2 separate regions of the Sus scrofa genome follow, and region 1 is linked to region 2. The links are chromatin contacts, called in public HiChIP or PLAC-seq maps. All regions are on one chromosome and are shown on one strand. Each heading gives the region's core, a stretch centred on a gene start, on an enhancer-like site or on the middle of the called end of the contact. The rest is flanking DNA. Distances are from core to core; before and after follow the strand shown. Region 1 overlaps PACRG (parkin coregulated gene protein). Region 2 overlaps LOC110259878 (a long non-coding RNA gene).

The links. HiChIP or PLAC-seq counts read pairs in DNA pulled down with a chosen protein or histone mark.
Region 1: a contact with region 2 is called in an H3K27ac HiChIP or PLAC-seq map of alveolar macrophages. The contact joins two enhancer-like sites. A contact is called at or near these places in 6 of 47 Hi-C or Micro-C datasets (alveolar macrophages, heart right ventricle, liver and 3 more) and 2 of 2 datasets of contacts at active chromatin or transcription factors (alveolar macrophages and skeletal muscle).

What each region holds. Positions count from the first base shown.
Region 1 is chr1:5,087,747-5,091,399 of Sscrofa11.1, forward strand. The region is part of intron 4 of PACRG (parkin coregulated gene protein); the gene reads right to left. Among named protein-coding and RNA genes, the nearest start is that of QKI, 210 kb to the left of the region's middle. Within about 2 kb of position 1,410, at least 15 of the 83 cell types and tissues checked have an H3K27ac peak or open chromatin away from gene starts, as enhancers often do. A contact at or near this core is called in alveolar macrophages and retroperitoneal adipose tissue, where this site is marked.
Region 2 is chr1:4,946,154-4,950,043 of Sscrofa11.1, forward strand. It overlaps LOC110259878 (a long non-coding RNA gene), which reads left to right. Exons shown (of 2, transcript XR_002342280.1): 1 at 1-1,384; 2 at 3,537-3,890. Among named protein-coding and RNA genes, the nearest start is that of QKI, 65 kb to the left of the region's middle. Within about 2 kb of position 2,553, at least 27 of the 83 cell types and tissues checked have an H3K27ac peak or open chromatin away from gene starts, as enhancers often do. A contact at or near this core is called in alveolar macrophages and retroperitoneal adipose tissue, where this site is marked.

The sequences.
Region 1 (3,653 bases), core at 160-2,659, 140 kb after region 2:
CTACTCAGGGTCCCCTCCACCACGGGAAGTTTGCCTTCTCAGCTTCTGGGTCATTTTCCTGATCTTCGATACCTTCCAACCTCATCCGTTCAACCAGTATTTACGGTTGTGCAATACGGAACACATTGTTTCGCAGCTGTATCTCCTTCTTCTTCTTTTTTTAAAAAATATTATTATCATTTTTTTGGCCTCACCCAAAGCATGCGGAAGTTCCCAGGCCAAGGACTGAACTTGAGCCCCAGCAGTGACAACATCGAACCCTGAACCTCTAGTCACCAGGGAGCTCCCTCATGGCTCTATCTTCTACACAATGAAATCCCAGTGATTCTTCAAGCTATGCTTCCTCCACAGGCTTCCTTCACAGCAAAGGTCCACCAGGACCTCTTTCTTCCCCGGACTCGCAGCCTGTCTACCACTCTGCTCCTGCCTAGCAAAGCTACGCTCCCGTTTGAGCCTGACTTAAAACCTTCCAACAAGACCGTTGTCTGCAAATTACTGCCTCTGAGGCCCTGAAGGAGTTAATCAACGTCTATAAGTTTCAGTTTCCTTGTCAACAAAATAGGGCAATACGTACACCACAAGACTGCTTGTAAAGATAAAGTGAGATAATATTGGTGGAAGTGTTCTCTTTACATAGATAATTATTATTTCATATATGACCATGTTTTAAGCATCATTTTATTAATGTTGTCAGTTAAATAATTTGAAGTTCTTGTCTCCAGTGAAGCCTGCCATATTAGGCTTAAGTAAGAGGCCACATTAAGCAGCAAGAGTTTCTTTTCGGATATATCATGGCTTAAGAGATTAGTTTCAGCAGCTTGGAAATAAGTGGGGATTATGATCATGGTGGAAGGCAATAAGACTCATCCACGGTCCTAACTGGATTGACTTTATAGACAGAACAACATTCCAAAAACCATTCTTGCCTCATGTTTTAACTGAGAACCAGGATAAAGTAAAACTATTAATTTAAGCAAGGCCTAAAATGTTGGGATTTCTTCAGTAACATTATCCTTCCGCTGATTTTGTGACTACAAATTTTCAGAAATTAGTGAAAGCAATGACGTCGCTCGTGGTTGGGAAGCAGTTGGCTCACTAAGAGAAAGGTAGCAGCTATTTCGCAACAGAGCAGGGGAATAAAAAAGGGCCTAGAAAAGCCTGTTGCTTTCAGTGGAAACCATAAGAGGAACTGAGGAGGTTAAGCCCTAAGAATGTATGTAGATAACCGATCTGAGTTGAGATTTGATCAAGAATCATTAAACCTTCCCTAAGAGCACTAAGGCTAAAAGGATGGGAAGGGAACAGGGGCTTTGTTTTAGATCAACAGCAAGGACAGCTCCAACAGCATGCTGGGCCAGCTTGGCCCTGCTTCAGCACCGGCTCCCATCAGCACGTGTTAGTTGGCTGCACCTCCCCAGCCTTGCCAGCCTCCTGTGCACTGGTGACCAGGTGGAACTCAGGTGGTCATGGTGAGCATGGTACTTTGCTTCAGTCAGTGATGAAAAACACATTCATAGTAAATGAGTGGTTCATGGTGAGAAATAAACCAGTGCAGGTTACTGACTACTAATGAAGTGCTGTGGTCTAGTTTGTAAAACAGCAAAAATATGTCTATAGCAAGGGTTGGCTGGAGATGTATGTGTATTTTCTTTTTCCATCACAAGCAAATAACCTCCAGTTCTCCCTCCCCCACACACGTGGAACATTTCCAGGGACACGTCCTTGGGTGGTGGCTGAGGAAGGGGCGGGGGACAGCTGGCATGAGACTCAGAGACTGGGAACAAGTTCACAGTGTTCATCTCTAGGGACCCGCAGAATAATTGAGAATTGCCTCTTTCATCTCCAACCCCTGCTTGCCTTTTTGCTGCCCCTGAGCCTCTGCTGTCCCCAAGTGGCCATCTGGATCACTCAGTCGGCCATTGAGATGCTGTGTGTGTAGATAAAAGTTTGCTGATGCTTCTGTTAACAAGGCTTTATTGTGTACTCTTCATCTAAGCCTAAGTTTACAAAACAGCCTGCGGTGTGGTACTGAGGTAATGGATGGGCAGGTATAAGAGTCAATCTGACCTGGCTTCAAACTCTGGTGCCAGCAGCGAGAAGCAATGTGTAGCAGGATCTTTCAGCCCATCATCTCTGGACCCATCATTCAGCCCAACACCCCTCAGTCCAGCATCTCTCAAGCCAGCGTCCTTAAGCCCAGCATCTCAGCCCTGTCATCTCACCTCAGCCTCTCCTACCCAGGTACCGACACAGGTGACTAAGTGATTTAATGCTGCTTTGACTTCTGGGGAAGGTTGCACAGCCAAGTAGTTAGCCATGCAGATTGTGAAGCAGATATATCTGGACCACACCCTCGCTCTGTTATTTACAACCTGAGTGCCACCCGTTAAATGTTGTAACTGCTTGAGCACCAAATTACTATGTATAAAAATACCAATCCAGCAAAAGACATGCAGCATCTGATGTGGGATCGTGGAGTGCTCACTCTGTGAGAGGCAGAAATTGTTGTTAATAATTTGTGGATACTCTTTGAGATTACAAATCAGATTATTATCTGATTTTCTGCACAATTTCAACCTAAGAAACAGAGCCTGTTGGCCTCTCCATATGCTTGAACAACCAAGTAAGTTGCTCACGAGTATAGAAGAAATTAAACCGCTTCCTCAGAAACTCAATGACATTCCTTAGCAGTATTTTCATGATCTATTTATTACAAGTTATGTAACAACTGATGTGAATTCATTATTTCATATAGGAGTATAAAAGCAAATAGTGTCATTGTGCCTATACAAGAAAATCTTATGAAGGGTCATGATATTTTAATGAATTGACTTGTTGATAAACCCAAGATTTATCAGGTGGAAAGAAGCATTTATCTTCACATGGTTCTCTTTTTTTCAGAAAGTACCAATCAGGTGAATGACTCACTTAAAGCTTTCACTGGGGAAGCAAATATGCCCAGGAAATGGGCAGGTATTCTTGAAGAGAAAGCCTGATTCCTTAATCAGAGACATGGATCAGATGGAAGAACAGGTGAAGAATAAGAGAAGACAGAACAAAACCCAATGTTATGCATGGCTTGGAAAGGAATACAATATTTGAGCTGATAACTGGATAACATAGTGGTATCCAAGTCCATGTCCTCTTAGAAAGACCTCCTGAAGGTAGTACAGCCACCAGATTACTTGGGTGGGTGATTTCAGCTTACTAAGCGCATGCTCAGTGCTCACAGGCATTTCAGGGCAGTGGATCTCGCCCGAGGCTGGCTGGACCTGTCTGGACAGGTTGTCCAGGCTTCCAGGATTTTATTTGTACACGGATGGATAGAAGCAGATGGTGTTTCAGAGCTTCCACTCTGGCCATGGCTAAGATGGTTGGAAGGCACATCTGATGCGGTCCTGCCCTCAGAGAGCTTATAGTCCAGATGGAAACCAGCTGTGAGCATGTGGTGTGCCAGGACAGCTACTGTGTAAGTTTTTGTTTTGGTTTTTGTTTTGTTTTGTTTGTTTTTGTTTTTTGTTAAGAATATGAAATGAGGAGCTTCTTATGTGGCTCAGCTGGTTAAGAACCTGCCTAGGACCCATGAAGATGTGGGTTCGATCCCTGGCCTCGCACAGTGGGTTAAGGACAACCCAGTGTTGCCGTGAGCTGCA
Region 2 (3,890 bases), core at 1,303-3,802:
GTTGGAGTTTGGTTCCCTGACGCTCTTTCATATTATTATAAGCACTCTGACATTTAATTTGGGAAATCATTCTCTATTAGATGTGAAAACAGCTTCAAAAGTCACTTACGAAAGTAGCAGATAACTAAAAGAATATTATACATGATGGCACCAACCAAACAGAAATGTTTGGTCATTCACCGGTTCTGTAGTTTTTGAGGAACCCTCCGAGTTTTATAAATGACAAAAACACTTTGTCAAAGCCTCAGATCAGGCCCTACGTGTGCATGTGAAGAGGAGCTATTTCTGTCTCTGGGCTCCAGTTACACAGCCCGAGCTGGGCGCTTTGTTCTCAGAACTCACGCTGTCATCAAAAGGGACTCCGTACAAATAGAGCAGTGGGCCCGCAGTGGCTGAGCCGTAACCACAGCTGCAAACCCTCCGTCATGTGAACTCGCCGGGCTTTTTCTGGGTCTGGAATGCCTGCTGGCCACGCCTTCCCTGCCTGGCCTCAGCCTGCACCCCCGTCCATTCTTACATCCACTCCGCTCCCCCACGTGGCCCAGGCCGCCTCCCTCCCTCTGGCCTCCGGAGCAGCTGTTTTCACGCCGCCTGTGGTCGTCGTCGTAGGGCCGGTCCTGTGGGTCCCCTCCCAGCAGGATCCGTGCCTGTCCAGGGGAGAACCGTGGGTGTCTACCTCGTGGTGACATGGTGTCTGGCCCGTGGGCCCTGGAGGAACCTTAGTGTGTGGTCTTTGGAGGGACTAGAAGGGTCCATGAGGTCCCTGAAATCGTGGGCAGCTTGTGTGCACAGGCAGATGGCGAGGTTGAGGCCTCCCAGCAGGGGTTTCTCGATTCCTTTGTCCCTTTAAGCCCCCTGGGGGTTGAGCCGGTCCCGGAGGCCTCTTTCCCCTCCATGGCCAGTGACTGGTTTAGGCGCTGGCCAGCGACTCTCAGACCCATGGGGCCGAGGGCAAGATGGTGGGAAACTGGGGGACAGGGCGTTTTCACGGGTGGGGGAGGCCAGAGGCGGCCGGCCCTCTTCATCCAGTCCCGGGCCCTTTGGGGACCACAGGCCACTGATAGGACAGAAGCAGAGTGGGAAGTGCATGTGTTTGGGGGGGCACTGGAGCCTCAGGTGTGACCGAGCATGGCCTCCACCAGCCCTGACTGGTTCACTCGGCGTGTCATGTGATACCGCACACACACTGTTTCTGGAGGAGTTTTCATTGCATTTCCTCTATTTTTGTAGCCGATGCATCTGACAGGAAGTCGTAGTTTTCATTAGCTGAAGAAAAGGATCTGCCTCCCCTCCCCTGCCAGGGTTCAGGATCTCTCTAGAAGGCGCTCAGAGGATGTAGACTGACTCACTGACTGACAGACTGACACGGCTCCGTGTAACCCAGGTACCGTGGACATTCGCGGCGGCCTGTTTGGAGGAGGCTGCTGACTGGAGTGTGTGGATCCCACGGTCCAGCCCAGCGCTCTGCACGGCCAGACCGTGGGAGAGAGAGTTCGAGAAACTGAGTACTGAGCAAGCAGGGGTCCAGGCCACGGCGCTGAGCGTGCCTGCGAGAGGACCCAGCCAGCTGGTGGGTGGGCACCAGAGGGTCCCTCTCACCAGGAGCCTGCCGGGCAAGCAGGCTTCAGCTTACAGGCAACCCTGGCTGGTCAGTCGTGTTCAGAAGGATTCTGAAGTTGTGTCTAAATTAGGCCTGGATTATCCCTTTGTCTCCCAAGGACACAAATGAGGCAGCCCATTCAGGCAGTTATTTGTCCTCCTTGTCTGGGGCCTGGTTCTTGGCTTTCTGGGAGCAGGAAAGTCAGGGCGTCCTCCCAGAGCAGAGACGGTCAAGAGAGGGTCCATGTAGCTCTTGAAAAAGATCTCATCCCTTTGACACATTTTGTTCAAAAACAGTCTGACTCTGAGGCCCAGGGTCGTGCAGGTGGAGGCGCTGTTTCCGGCTGTCTCAGGTTTATGAAGCTCCATCTACCCCTGGAGCAGCCTCTTCCTCCGCCAGCGGCGGTGGCCAAACTCTGATGCGTCCCCTCTTTTCAGAGGGACCCACGGTCGTGCTGTCCTGGCTCAGACTGGGGCGGGTAGGGGGGAGCCTGGCTTTCAGTCCAGCGGCTGCTTCTCTGACTGCGGCCTGTGGTGAGGCTGCAGGGCCCTGGGGCCCCGAGGTAGACCCGAGGACACCTGCTCTAATGTCACAATGCTGCTTCTGGTCGGGCTGCAGCTTTCCTCAGTGCCCGCTGGGCAGTGCCCCCTGCTCACCTGGGCTCTGTGGGAAGTGCAGGGGGTGTGAGCTTAGCCACCTCCAAGGGGAAGGGCGCAGGGTGCAGGGCAGAGGGGCTGGGGGCTTCAGCAAGGTCGGGGGAAGGCTCTGCCTGACCACCTGTAAAAGGACGGGACAGTCACTCCCTGAGGGGAGCAGCCCAGACAAGGACTGGGACAGGGACGGGACTCGGAGCGACACAGTTAGCTCAGAATGTGCTCTACTCTGAGGGCTGGCACGGGGGAGGGAGGGGAGGGCCTGTGCTGGCTTCGGTGGGCAGCGGAGGAGGCGGGGAGCCCAGGTGGGGGCCCTGGCTGGAGGGCCTGGTCCCTGCAGAGGGTGGTACCACGGGCACTGGGGAGGGGCCCTTGCCTCCCCCTCCTTTGCCTCTTCTCCCCGCCCCTTTCCTCTCTCGCTGGGGTCTCCCCTCCACGTGCCTCCCTCCCCTGCCGCTTCCCAGGCAGGTGACAGGGCCGCTGCCTTCACCCGCCCCCTGGAGGGACGCACAGAGGAGCTGGGAAGGGGGCCGCCTGCCGGACCAGCTTGAAGAGAAGCAGATGCAGCGCCTGGCTCGGGGGAGGTGGCCGAAGGACATGACCTTCCTCCCGGCCTTTCTTTTGGGAAAGGAAGTCTTCGGACGTTTGTAGCAACTGAATCAATCTTGTCACTTTGATAAGCAGGGTCCCGGTGCGGAGAAAGCTCCACACTTCCTCCGATTGTTCCAGTTTATTGAATTTCAGCGTGTGGGACATGATAGGCCCGTTCCTGGGGAGCGCGGGAGGAAGCGGGGGCGGCCGGGGCTTCCGCGGGGCGCCCGGGGAGCAGCGCGGCCCGGGTTATTCTTGGAAGTTATTTTGATCTCCTGGCCCCGACGGCTCAGGTTTCTGGCCGGGCCTCTGGGCCACGTAACGGGAGGATGAGGCGCTTCATTATAAGAATAGCCTCGGCGGCTCTTTGAGGGCACCGGGACCACGCTGGCTCAGCGGCGGGCCTCGGGGAGCAGTGAGGGCCGCTGCCGGAGGCTCCCGGGAGCGCAGCCTCTTCCCCGCGCTGCTGGGGAGCAGAGGTGACTCAAGAGGAGCCTGACTCATGAGCTCCCCGGACAGGAAGGCCGGGCAGGCAGTGTAACGAAGAAAGTTCTGGTCCAAGCTGTTTATAAAATGGAACCTCTTGCCCTTGAAATAGAAGCTCCTGAACCGGTGAGGGCGGGCGCCCCCCACCCGGGCCCCAGGCTTTGCTATTTTAACTTCTGCGTTTAAGTCCTTTCTTCTTATTATAGATGTTGCATCACCTCCCTTTGGCTGCAGCACTGAAGTACCACGACCGGGGTGCTTAAACAACACAATTTGCTTTCTCGGGGTGCTGCGCGCAGAAGTTGGAGACACGGTGCGGGCTGCGCTGCTTCCCGCTGAGGCCGCGCTCTCCCAGTCCCCCCCTGGCTTGTGAGATGACGGCTTCAATCTCCGCCTTCATCGGAGCTGGCATGCTCCGCGTGTGTTCACATTTCCCCTTTTTATGAGGACAGCAGGGATACCGGCTCAGGGCCAGGCTACTCCAGGATGACTCATCTTAACTGATTACATGGGCAAGGACCCTATTTCCCAATAAAGTCACAGTGAATTTTGGGGGGGAA